Regions from separate parts of the Hordeum vulgare genome. Here region 1 is linked to region 2. A link is a contact called in public Hi-C data. All regions are on one chromosome and are shown on one strand. The core of a region is the stretch at or near the end of the contact, and the rest is flanking DNA. Distances in the headings are between cores, read along the strand shown. Region 1 holds the start of LOC123449169. Region 2 holds the start of LOC123449166 (zinc finger BED domain-containing protein RICESLEEPER 1-like).

Region 1 (6,704 bases), core at 4,000-6,499, 640 kb after region 2:
GTTCTTAATGAGAAATTGGATATAACTTTAAAACATCAATCTCAGTTTTACAACTTTTTGTTGCGTCTAAAAACTAGTTCATCTCAATGCACACATGAGATACAGTCCAATGTTTGATTCCTAGTTATTTCATGTTTATGTCCAATCACACTTTCATACATAGATCTACCATGACCCGTAAGAAGGCAATTAACAAGTTAGAAAATGGACCAAAAGTGAATCTATTCACATATTTAAATAATAGAAAATCAAGAAATGTGATTGGATTGATGATATTGAGACAATCAGATACGGAAGTGAATTATGATGCCATCCTTTCCTAGCAAGAAAAATCAAGATTTCACCTTGTTATATTAGGGACATATGCGTTAACAATTTGAAGCTTGCTTCGTCATGTGTACAATACATGTTATATATGCAACCCTACACGTGGACTCCTTGGTCATTTTCATCAACATTGTTAACTATATTTGTCCCCTCACTTGGACATGTACCACATTAGAGATATAAAATGGCATAGTAAGATGGGGATGATTTGCCATGTCTAGCAAACTTGATAGGTGAACACCTACAATCTTGGTCCATATTAGAGATATTTGCAAACATATACCTAAGTGTGGGAATTTACTATTTATGTTCTTCTCGAAATAGGACTACACTCATATTCAGCTGCCCAACTTCTCCATCACTACAACATATTCATTCATTTCCTTCAATACCTTGGTCATGGATCTGATATTAGACTCAGTGTCTTCAGGCTCACCATGCAATGTTCTGGCAATAGATTGTGCTTCACCTGGAACTTCTGCAATATCCATACAAGTGTCTTCCTTGGTGAACTACCAAATTTGTGTAAATTCTCACTTTAGAAGTTGGAGCATGCCTTTTGACATGCCTTGACAGTTGATGATGTTCAAATCTACCATGATTGGAAGTATCATGTTGAGTTGTAGTTAAATCTACCAATGAACGATGCTCGTTCTCGTGAAGATAATGGTCTTTCGTGTAGTTAAAATCTAGGGATTTCTATTTTCGTGCCCCTCCTTTCCTTAGTTCTACTCAGCTTTGCCCCGCCATCTAACTGTGCTCACTTTCCCCCTCTCCACTTAATCGCGCCTCACATGAGGCCAAACTATGCCTTGCCGTCGGGTCAAAGACTTTGACCGTTACTTCGCCGGTGCTGGCGCGTGGGACCGACATGTAAGGTTGTGTGCATTCACATCGTCGGTGCATACAGCCGTGTGGAACCACATTTGGTTGCATGCGTTACTCATTACATGTCGTCAGTTGGTCCTACACAATCTACGACTGATGCCTCGGACCCACGGGCATGCAAAAGTGAATGAGCGTCGCGTGATTTTTCACATAGGCCACTGCTTGTGTTTTCACACACGGGGAGTCGCACGGCCGTCCCATTAATGGAGGCTTAATGCCACAAACCACCCCTCATGTACCATATATGCAGCGCCCTATCCCATTTCGTTGCTTGCCTTCACAACCTTATCCATCATCGGCGCCACTGCAACACAAATCCTAGACTTCCTCTCCCTCACCCCTTCCACATCTATGGTGTGTCCGTGCAACATCACTCTCTGTGAAGCCAAGCTTCTCGCCATCTGCGACATCTAGGTGTCGCCGGACGCGCGTCTACCGACAGGATGGGTTCTGAGTGCGGGGAGTCTTCTCGTGGCGCATGTCCACATCTTCGGTACTGTCACCTTTGCGTGCGTCGTGTGCAGGTTTCGTGTAGGTCCAATGTCGGAGGAGAGGGCACATTCAGGCTTCGATCCTATTAACCCATCATGGGTCGCGGATCATCAACTAGGACCGCACCGCTTGGATACAATGATTCAACATCCCCAACCATATGTCGCACTAAAACATCATCGGGCGACGTGCGTTTTGGTTTGGCCTTAGCTTCGACGACGTGCTTATCCCGTGTCGCTTGCATGTTGAAGGAGACAACTAGTTTATGATTTGGGAGTAGGGTCACGCTGAATTTCTTGTTTTATTTGAATAAAATATGTATGAATTCGTATGCTAAGACTGGATTGTATTTCCAGTTGTTTGCATGCACTTGGAATACTCATGATTCACGCCCACAAAGAGTGATGTGCATTTGGAATACCCATTATTGTATTGGCATGCATGGCATTTTTTGTGAAGCGAGTGCCATAAATAAGATTATAAATTGTTCCCTTTCAATTTTCAACTAAATTATACCACATGGGATTTCAACCGCCAAATTTCCAATAATTTCGAAGTGAAATTGCCATATTTCATTGACATGTTGAATTTCTGGCGATTTACATCAAGTAATTCAAATAGTGTGCTCTAGTTTGGTCCAATAAATTTTGAATAATCATTTTCACCTTCCACATTATGAATATAAGTAGTATCCATAAAGAAAAATCAATTTCCAAACCATTTTATATGATTATTCATAATGCAACTTTGACAACACATCAAAAGAAATTATAGAAAATGGAAAAAGGCTAAAAAATTGAAATCCTTTCACATGGAGGCCTCTTATGTGCAATGGCTTGTGGGAAAAATGATAAGCTCACATAATCAAAAATAAAAAGTTAATTTTCCATTTTTCTAGTGGCATGCATGACTTTTTTGTATGAAACAAGTGCCATAAATAAGATTGTAAATTGTGCTTTTACAATTTTAAACTAAAGTATACGACATGTATTCCAACTACCAATTTTTCATGAATTTCACAGTGATGTTGCCATATTTCATTGATTTATTGAATTTCTCATGATTTACATTAAGTAATTTAGATTTGAACTGCAAGTGTGCTCTAGTTTGGTTCAATAAATTTTGAAAAATCATTTTCACCTTCCACATTAGGAATGTAGGTAGTATCCACAAAGAAATCAAAATTTCCCAACCATTTTGTATGATTAGTCGCCGATGCAATTTTGACAACACATTAAAAGAAATTATAGAAAATAAAAAAGGCTCAAAAATAGTAATACTTTCACATGGAGGCCTTTTATGTGCAATGGTTTGCGGGGAAAAGGATAAACTGACAATATCAAAAATAAAAAGTTATTTTTCCATTATTAGTGCCATGCACGACTTATTTTGTGAAGCACGTAAATAAGATTGTAAATTGTTCCTTATAATTTTAAACTAAAGTATACCACATGGGATTTCGAGTGCCATTTTTCATGAATTTCATAGTGTTTGCCATATTTCATTGGTTTATTGAATTTCTGGCGACTTACATCACGTAATTCAATTTTGAACCACAAGTGTGCTCTAGTTTGGTCCAATAAATTCTGAAAAATCATTTTCACCGTCCACATTAGGAATGTATGCTATATCCACAACAAAAACTTAATTTCCCTACCATTTTATAGGATTAGTCATCCATGCAATTTTGATAACACATTGAAAGAAATTATAGAAAATAAAAAAGCTCAAAATTGAAATCCTTTCACATGGTGGCCTCTTATGTGCAATGGCTTGTGGCGAAAATGATAAACTGAATATACTAAAAAATTAAAAAAACTTCACAAACTCACCTATCTGATATGAAGAGCAATGACTTTCAACCAAGATGACCATACCCATAGGCATCTTCATGACATAGTACATGATAACATGAACATTTTCTGAATAACATGGGTGTTACCATAGTGATCAATAATTTCACAAAAAGATTGAAGATTTGGTTAATAAGAAGTTATTTTTCCATTTTTCTAGTGTCGTGCATGTCATGTTTTGTGAAGCAAGTGCCATAAATAAGATTATAAATTGTGCCCTTACAATTTTGAACTAAAGTATACCATATGGGATTCCAAATCCCAATTTTCATGAATTTCAGAGTGATATTGACATATTTTATTGATTTATTGAATTTCTGGCGATTTACATCAAATAATTCAAATTTGAACTGCAAGTGTTCTCTAGTTTGGTCTAACATATTCTAAAAAATAATTTTCACCTTCCATATTAGGAACTTATGCAGTATCCACAAATAAAACTCAATTTCAAAACCATTTATATGATTAGTCATCCATGCAATTTTGACAACACATGCAAATAAATTATAGAAAATGAAAAAGGCAAAAAATTGAAATCATTTCACATGGAGGCCTCCTATGTGCAATGGCTTGTGAGAAAAATGATAAACTGACAATAAAACAAACTTGAAAAGAAAATTTCACACACCCACCTATCTCATGTAGAGATCAATCATTTTCATCCATCAATTTTGACAACACATCAAAAGAATTATAGAAAATGAAAAAAGGCTCAAAAAGATTGAAGAAAGCGTGTTACCATTGTGATCAGTAATTCCACAAAAGATTGAATATTTAGTTAATGAAAAATATTTACAGAAATGTCAAGTATACCACATGGGCTTCCGAACCACTTGTAGGAATTTAGGAATTGTACACAAAGAAATGTCAAGTTCCTAACCACTTTATATGAATTGAACATATAAGGTAGCATACATAGAGAAACGGTCCACAACATTGGAAGTATCAACGATAAAAAACTTTAATAGATAAGGTGGCATCCAACACATAAGGTAGCATACACATCTCAAAGTAAAAACATTGCAACATCAACGAGCAACATAGCAAACTTCAATACATAGCGATAAAAAAACTAGATTTTAGTACTTGACAACTCCAATTACACAACTACATATAATAGACGTGGATCATACAAAATTATGTATATGTTGAAGGCGTATTATCACAAGCTTAAGGGTAGAAACCCACTAGGATTGGAGCCGAGTGGAGCACTCAAATGGGATTCGATCTCAACAATCGATCTCAGATTGAATTCGTGTGGAACATATGCATAGAGTTTTAATGGGCCTCAAGTGTTGATCCCACCTCGAGATGTTTATATAAGTGGAGCGGGGAAACCCTGGAGAGGGTTTGAGAGTTCCATGCCCACATTCTGCAATTGGATCTACCTGTCCACAACGCGTTGCACCTTTGACGCTTGGAAAAATCACTCATGAGAATCATGAGGAGCTATTCGAGGGTTTCAAGAGGAAGATATAGTAGACATACTCCGTCAACTCTCCTTACTGACATGATTGCAAATCTAGGAAAAAAATCCGGACTTGTGATCTCTATCCATACCATGTACTTGCTTTGTGAGGAGAATTTCTTTTTTATTTTGTGCTATCAAGTATACATGTGCCTCGGCATAAGACATTGTGCTTTGGACGACCACACGATATTGAGGCCTCCTCGGTTGCACGTGCTAGCAGGCACCCCATAGCATGTTGAACTGAGCGTCAGGAAGGACCAGGACACTCAATAGTATAAAGTTAAAACATTTATTTTGACACAAGGGGAGTATTATTCTATCAAATGGACAGGGCAAAAAGATTGTCAACTTAGGTCTCTGAACAGAGATTATCCCAAGCGGGCAAAGAAGATGCTGCTTTGATGGTCGCCCAGGAATGTCTCTCCAGAACGAGAGACTACGAAGAGACCGCGAGAAGATATCGTGCCGCTCCTGTCAAATCTGACAACCCATAGTGGGGAGAATAACTTGCTAGTAGTACTAGATCGCAATCAATCATGGAATCAAAGGCAGCAACCCCATCCATCACTGCATACGCTGGGCCTAGCTTACCACTCTCGCGTTCCTTAATCAGGACGCTGTCGTTGCCCAGTTTGACCGGGTCATACACAAGCTTTACCCAGCGATTAGATCAGAGCTTGTTGTTGGACAACACGGACGGCCGACTACTTGGACTTGATGCCTAAGTTATGTTAGGACCTTTGGTTAGTTAGCGGGAAAAGAGTGCCCCGAAAAAGAAAGGGAAGGTTCGGCAGAGAAAACATGAGGAACTCTCGCACCATTTGGCACGAAATCTCGCAAGCAAGTTCGACGCAGGAAACCGCTGCAGAAACGTAGCCAGGGGGCGGCTGTCCACACTAGAGCGACACCGGGCCTGCCTCTCCGGTCTTCCCCCGTCAGGTCGTCTCGCCTCGTCCTGGTCTGCCCCATTAAACCCAGGCCCCTCCTCTCCTCCCCTCGTCGTCGGCTCGTGCGTTGCTTTCAAACAGACGGAAAGGAACGGAAGAAGGATAGCCAAAACCGCAGCTTTGGAATCCACCCCGGTCCAGTCATCCACCATCACCCGCCTCGTTCTGATCGGCAAGCTCGTCGGTGGCGGTATTATTCTGCGCTCGGTCTCGCCCAATTTAAGGCTTCAAGCTCCAATCCGGGGGGATTCGTCCTGTGCAATTCTGCTAAGGTTCTGCTATTGCTGAGTTTTGAGCTTGATTTTCTTGGGATATGGGGGAGGGTGTGAAGGCGCTGCTGGCGAAGCCGATCAAGCTCGCGGACCAGGTGGCCAAGCAGTCGGGCTCCGGGCAGTGCCTCCGGCCCGAGTGCAAGGACCTGCGGGCGCGCGCGGAGAAGCTCGCGGAGGTGCTGCGGCAGGCGGCGCGGGCCGAGCTGTACGAGCGCCCCGCCGAGCGCATCGTGGCCGGCACCCTGCAGGCGCTGGGCAAGGCCGGAGGCATGTCGGCCAGGTGCTTCGAGAGCCACTCCCGCCTCCGCCGCTTCCTCACCTTCAACCCCGTCTCCGGGTTCCCGCGCACCCTCGCGCTGCTCGACACCGCCATCGAGGACGTCGCCTGGCTCATCCGCATCTCCTCCCCGCGCGCCGACGCCGACGCCAACGGCGCCGACGACGACGCCGACCT
Region 2 (5,825 bases), core at 3,017-5,516:
AGCACTAGCAACAAGACTCAGCAAGCCTTCTTTCTTCAGCAGCAACAGCTTCTCTAGCGGCAACTCCAGAGCAACTAGCAGCAACTCCTGGCCTTCAACAGCAGCCGACCCCTTCTCCTCTTGTCCTCCCGCAACACAGCAGCCCACTAAGCAGCAGCACAACAGCTCTCCTCCTCCTACCTCTCAGCTGACGAGCCGCACCTCCCAAATCTGCCGCCGCCTCGCCGGACGCCGCCCAGATTCGCCGTCACCTTGCCGGACGTCATCGCCGTCTCCTCAGGCCCTACCAGCGTCACAGCACCACCGCCTCGCGCGCGCGCACAACCCCGCACATAGTCGTCCCTCGTCACGCCTGGCCCTGCCGGACCCCGCCGGACCCCGCCGACAAGCGGCTAAGCCGCCGCAGCCACAACCTGGTCAGATACCATGTTGACGAGAGAGAGAGAGAGAGAGGTACCTAGGTCGAGTTGTTGTGTGGCGGCTTGGACTGGGAATGAGAGGGTTGGATGCTTGCTTCTAGGTCAGTCCCTCCACATGGGCTTGGGCCCTAAGAGATAAGAGGATGGGCTTGGGCCCATACCGGTTCAACAGAACTGGACGACTCCTTTGATGATAACAGCAAGCGTTTTGTGCGCCAAATCCAGGAGGCTGAGGTCAGGGAGGCTTTAAAAAGGATGAAAGGAGGCAAGGCGATGGGCCTTGATTGTTTCCCCATTGAAGTGTGGAGCGGCCTCGAACATAGCGATAGTACTGGTGACTAAGATTATCAACCTCATTTTTCGGGCAAACAAGATGTCGGAAGAATGGAGGCTAAGTATATTAGTACTAATTTTCGAAGCTATGGGAGAGTCATTGATCACCGCTTAAGAAGAATGATAACAAGCGTGACCAAAAATTAGTTTAGTTTCATGCCTGGGAGGTCGACCATGGGAGCCATTTTCTTGGTACGACGACTTATGGAAAGATACAGGGAGGAAAAGGACCTGCATATGGTGTTCATTGACTTGGATTAGCTTGCCATAAGATACCGGTGGACCTTGGAGAAACACAAAGTCCCAACAAAGTACATTGCCTTCATCAAGGACATGTATGATAATGTTGTGACAAGTGTATGAACAAGTGATGGTGACACTGATGATTTCCCAATTAAAATAGGATTGCACCAAGGGTTGGCCCTTATCTTTTTTGCTTTGGTGATGGATGAGGTCACGGGATACATAAGGAGATATCCCATGGTCTATGCTCTTTGTGGATGATGTGGCGCTAGTCCATGATAATCAGATGGGGATTAATAGAAAGTTAGAGCTATGAAGACAAACCTTGGAATCGAAAGGTTTAGGCTTAGTAGAACTAAATCCGAGTACATGAGGTGCGGTTTCAGTACAACTAAGCACAAGGAGAAGGAGAAGGAGCAGGTTAGCCTTCATGGGCAAGTGGTACCTCAGAAGGACACCTTTCGATATTTGGGGTCAATGCTCCAGAAGGATGGCGATATCGATGAAGATGTGAGCCATCGAATCAAAGCCGAAAGGATGAAGTGGCGCTAAGCTTCTGGCATTCTCTGTGACAAGAGAGTGCCACAAGAGCTAAAAGGCAGGTTCTACAGGACGGCGATTCGAACCGCAATGTTGCATGGCGATGAGTGTTGTCCGACTAAAGGGCGACATGTTCAACAGGCACGTGTTGAGATGGATGTGTGGCCACACAAGGAAGGATCGGGTTCGGAACTGATGATAAACGGGATAAGAGTTCGGGTAGCACCGATGAAAGAGAAGATTGTCCAACATCGTCTGAGATGGTTTGCCATATTCAGCGCATGCCTCCAAGCATAGCAGACGGCTAAAGCGTGCTGATTATGTCAAGAGAGATCGAGGTAGACAAACTTGACATGGGAGGAGTCCATAAAGAGAGACCTGAAGGACTAAAACATCACCAAAGAACTAGCCATGGACAAGGATGCGTGGAAGCTAGCTATCCATGTGCCAGAAACCATGAGTTGGTTGCGAGATCTTATGGGTTTCAGCTCTAGCCTACCCCAACTTGTTTGCGGCTAAAGGCTTTGTTGTTGTTGTAGGCTAAAATCAATAAGGTCCGGTTTCTAGTAATTAACGGTGTCTCATTCGGAGAAACAGATTAAGATTGAACTAAATGTCGTAAGAATATGGATAGTTGCCTGTGTACAAGTACAGAAATAGTCGTCTTCTCTTGTCACATAGTATTTCATAGATGGATGCTATATTAAACTATGTTTGCACCAACTTTAACAAAAGCATGTAGCTAAACAGCAACGTATGCAAAAGTGGACCTAAAACAACACAAAATTTACATACAGCAAGCATCATATGCAAAGTGGTTCCACCAAATGGGAGCATAATACACCATACACATGCCTCGGTAACTCAAGTACCTAAATTATGACGCATAAAAGAAATAAATAAACATACCATAAGGGAAGTTTGTATCATGCAGCTCGCTCAGGTCAAATTCCTCTTTTGCTCGACAATTATTATGATGTCGCCACAAATGGCTCGTTCCATTCGAACGTCCATCAGCTCCTTTGCAACTCATGAGAGTATGGCAGTAGTGGCATTCCGCGCTCTGGATCACTCCGTTTATATATATAGGCTTGTACTCTTCCCACACCTTAGACCTCTTTTTTCTGAATCTGGAGGCAGCAGCTCCATCAGAGTCTATCCCTAATGGCATATTAGCATCACTGTCATACTCATCCATGTTTTCCATAGCTGCAGTTGATACAACACAGTCAATTTTTAGCAAAGAATATGATTAAACTGCAGAGTAGATAAATAAGAAATAAAGCAAAAGAGGCAACCTCACCTACAGATATAACTTTGAACACAGAGAAGTACACATTTTTGTAAGCATGATTTTTTACAGGGAAGCATAAAAGAATGTGGTAGGTTGCCAGGCAGATGACTAGCCCTCCCCCCCCCCCAACCCCTAACAGTTGCAGGTCTTCGACCCTACCTCGCATCCTCGCCACAGGCCTTCGGCCCCTACCTCACATCCTTGCCATGGACTCCTGCCAGCCAGCCAGCCACAGAGGTGGGGCCTTCCCCTGCAGCCCTGCTTGCCTCATCCGACCCCACATTCTCAGTGGATGGCTGAGTGCGGCCACACATCTTCCCTTGGCAGGTGTGCCTGGTACCCGCGCTGCCAGGTACATCCTGGTGGCACTCTGGCATGGCGGCAGCAGTGGCCTGTAGGTGATGCCCACTTCAACACGGCAACAGCCGGCAATTTCTACTTACCTCTCTGGGTGGCAGCCAACAAGTGGCAGAAAAAAAAGTGCCTACGTGTGCACTTAGGGGGTGTTTGATTAGGCTTAACTATGGCTTTTGGATTTTGGCTTATAAGATAAAAAATAAATCACCTGTTTCCCTGCCTGGTTGCGGCCAGAGTCGACGAGCCAGAGTCGACGATGTCAAAGCCTCTGTTCACCATGTTGATCCTCTCGCCGACAACGCTTGGCGGCGACAAACGAAATGTTGATCCTCTATGCAGAGTGTGGACTTCGGGGGTACAATGTGTGTTGCTATCAGCGTATACTGGACGACACCTCCCGAGTTCTGACCGGGTTCTGCCGTCCACTAGCCGACTCCTCTAAGCACAATGGTGTAGCCCTGGAGTCGATGTTCTGGATGTGTATGGCAGCTGTCATGAAGCGGCCTTCGAAGCGCTGTGCTTGGTTTACTCGCTAAATTAGGCAGCCAAAAATACTAGCCAGTCTTGAACGCTAGCCGACCTATGGGACGACCACAACCTCAGTCGGAGGCGGGTGCAGTGCTCATTGTAAATCATTGTAAGTTTGGTCGCTCGCACTTTCTTCTCAATGAAATGACGCGCTGCGTGTTTAGGAAAAAAAAAAGGATGGCAAGCCGATCGCCATTAACTTTTGGTTCGAGCTTTGCTAACAGTTCCACACTTAATTTGTTACGGTTTCCCCTGCAACTAACACTCACTTATACCCCAACTCTCTTACTAGAGGGGAAACAATCAGAGAAGCGGAACATATCAACGAAGATTAGCACACATCCATAGCAGCAAATAGGAGCCGACAGGTACGGAATTCGGAGGAGAAAAGAAAGGGTACTGGGATCGAGTCGCTTACTGCTCCCCCAACTCTCTTACTAGATGAGAACGCAGAACAAGTGAGGAAATCCAAATCAGGGCAGAATCGGGAGAGCCGGAGATCGACGTCGGCGATGCGGCGGCAGCGGCGCCGGCGCCGGTGCAGAGAGGGGTCTGGGTAGGGTTAGGGCGTGGAGTTGGATGGTCTGTGGGTATGTGGGTTCGTGGGTGGCGAGCTCCAGGCCCGACCCAACTTCCAGATATGGGTTGGTTCAGGGCCCGTGTATCCACTGTACCCAGGTTTGGGGTTAAGCTTAACTTCGTCCCTGTAATGGTGCCGGTCCAGTAATAAAAAGCATGTTTGCCTCAAACAACCAAAAAAAAACTAGCTCTGTTTACAAGCCTCAGAAAGTGGAAAAAAAAACTCAATCAAATCTTACATTTCTAAAAAGTTGATCTCGGTCCTCTCGACATGTAAAGTGTCCACCTCAATGTCCAACTATATTATTTTTCTTGAATGCAACCTATCCACATAAGCAAGTATGTCATGTCATCATCTAGGTGTGTTCAGTTACCAAAGCATGTCAGGTCGTCACCTCGATGCGTTCCGCTACCACTGACATGGAATACATACCGAACGTCCAGCCATAAACACCACAGACCCCTCTCTAACCCGAAAGAAAACAAATCGATCAACGTGTTGGGAAATCGGGTCCATCACGAGGGTGGCAGCGGACGCGTGCGATGCGCACAGCGTAGCCCCTCCCGGTTCCACACTTTATGTTAAACGGGTACTTATCCCTTGACTCCTACCTCCATATAAATATATAAGGAGCAATTATTGTAACATAAATCAATCGTTAATAAAGATAGTCTCCTCCGTGCTTCTATATGTTCATCTACTTTGTGTGTTTGAGTACTTCATCTATGATGCTAGCTCTCGCTTGGCAACCTTGGATCGGACTCGTCAGCGAAGTTGCGGAACATGTTATCAGCACGGTTCGCTCCATCAACTCTTCACCAAGCGTGCGTCAAGCATGCATCAAGCACGCGCGAAGGTATAAGATTTGATCCCTCTTCTTGTAAAAATGGAACACGACTCAATTTTTGTGGTTAGTTCGTTTTTTAAATTTATTCTACCTATGGTGTGGATCTTCCTTCCAAGAACTGACTGATGAATACGTCGTTGGCCAATGTCGATGTTCTTGGATCAAGAGGGATTTGTCGACTACACTATACAGGAGTCGGTACACATCGTGACACGGATGGTCAGGATACCGCCGCAAAGCACATGATGTGCCACACGCCGTCAAAATTCCGGACGAACATGACGAAGCCTTGAACCCCGAGTCGTTCGTTGCCTGCATCATGGACGTCACTAGCCTTGTTGGTCGCGACCACGAGCACCTCGACGTACTTCGCACCTCTCCCCATGCGTCACGGTGACGCGACCTTGCTGGTTGCTCACGTGTGTTGCGTCCGTGCTCGCTGCGCGCCTGCATGCTCTGCCCGGTCGTGACCCCGCTAGTCGATCATAAGTCTACAATACATCTATAAATTTTTATTCTTTCATGATGTTATATATCATTCCAGGATACTTTTTAAGCATTTACTTGTTGTTTTATATAGGGACAATTTCATTTCTGCCCTTAACTTGAGCCCACTACTTAAATTTGCCCCTTATTTCAATGTGTGCTCAAATTTGCCCCTCTATCGTCTTGTGGCCTTATAGA

Evidence for each region. A called contact is a pair of places that touch in the nucleus more often than the background predicts.
Region 1: a Hi-C map of leaf shows a contact between it and region 2, with 4 times the contacts expected there. The contact joins the promoter of LOC123449169 here to the promoter of LOC123449166 in region 2. A contact is called at or near these places in 2 of 6 Hi-C or Micro-C datasets (leaf and seedling).

Annotation. Positions count from the first base shown.
Region 1 is chr4H:505,658,659-505,665,362 of MorexV3_pseudomolecules_assembly, forward strand. It overlaps LOC123449169, which reads left to right and starts at 5,250. Exons shown (of 1, transcript XM_045126277.1): 1 at 5,250-6,704. The coding sequence starts at 6,292.
Region 2 is chr4H:505,019,393-505,025,217 of MorexV3_pseudomolecules_assembly, forward strand. LOC123449166 (zinc finger BED domain-containing protein RICESLEEPER 1-like) reads right to left here and starts at 4,267. Exons shown (of 4, transcript XM_045126272.1): 1 at 4,153-4,267; 2 at 2,445-2,744. The coding sequence starts at 2,742.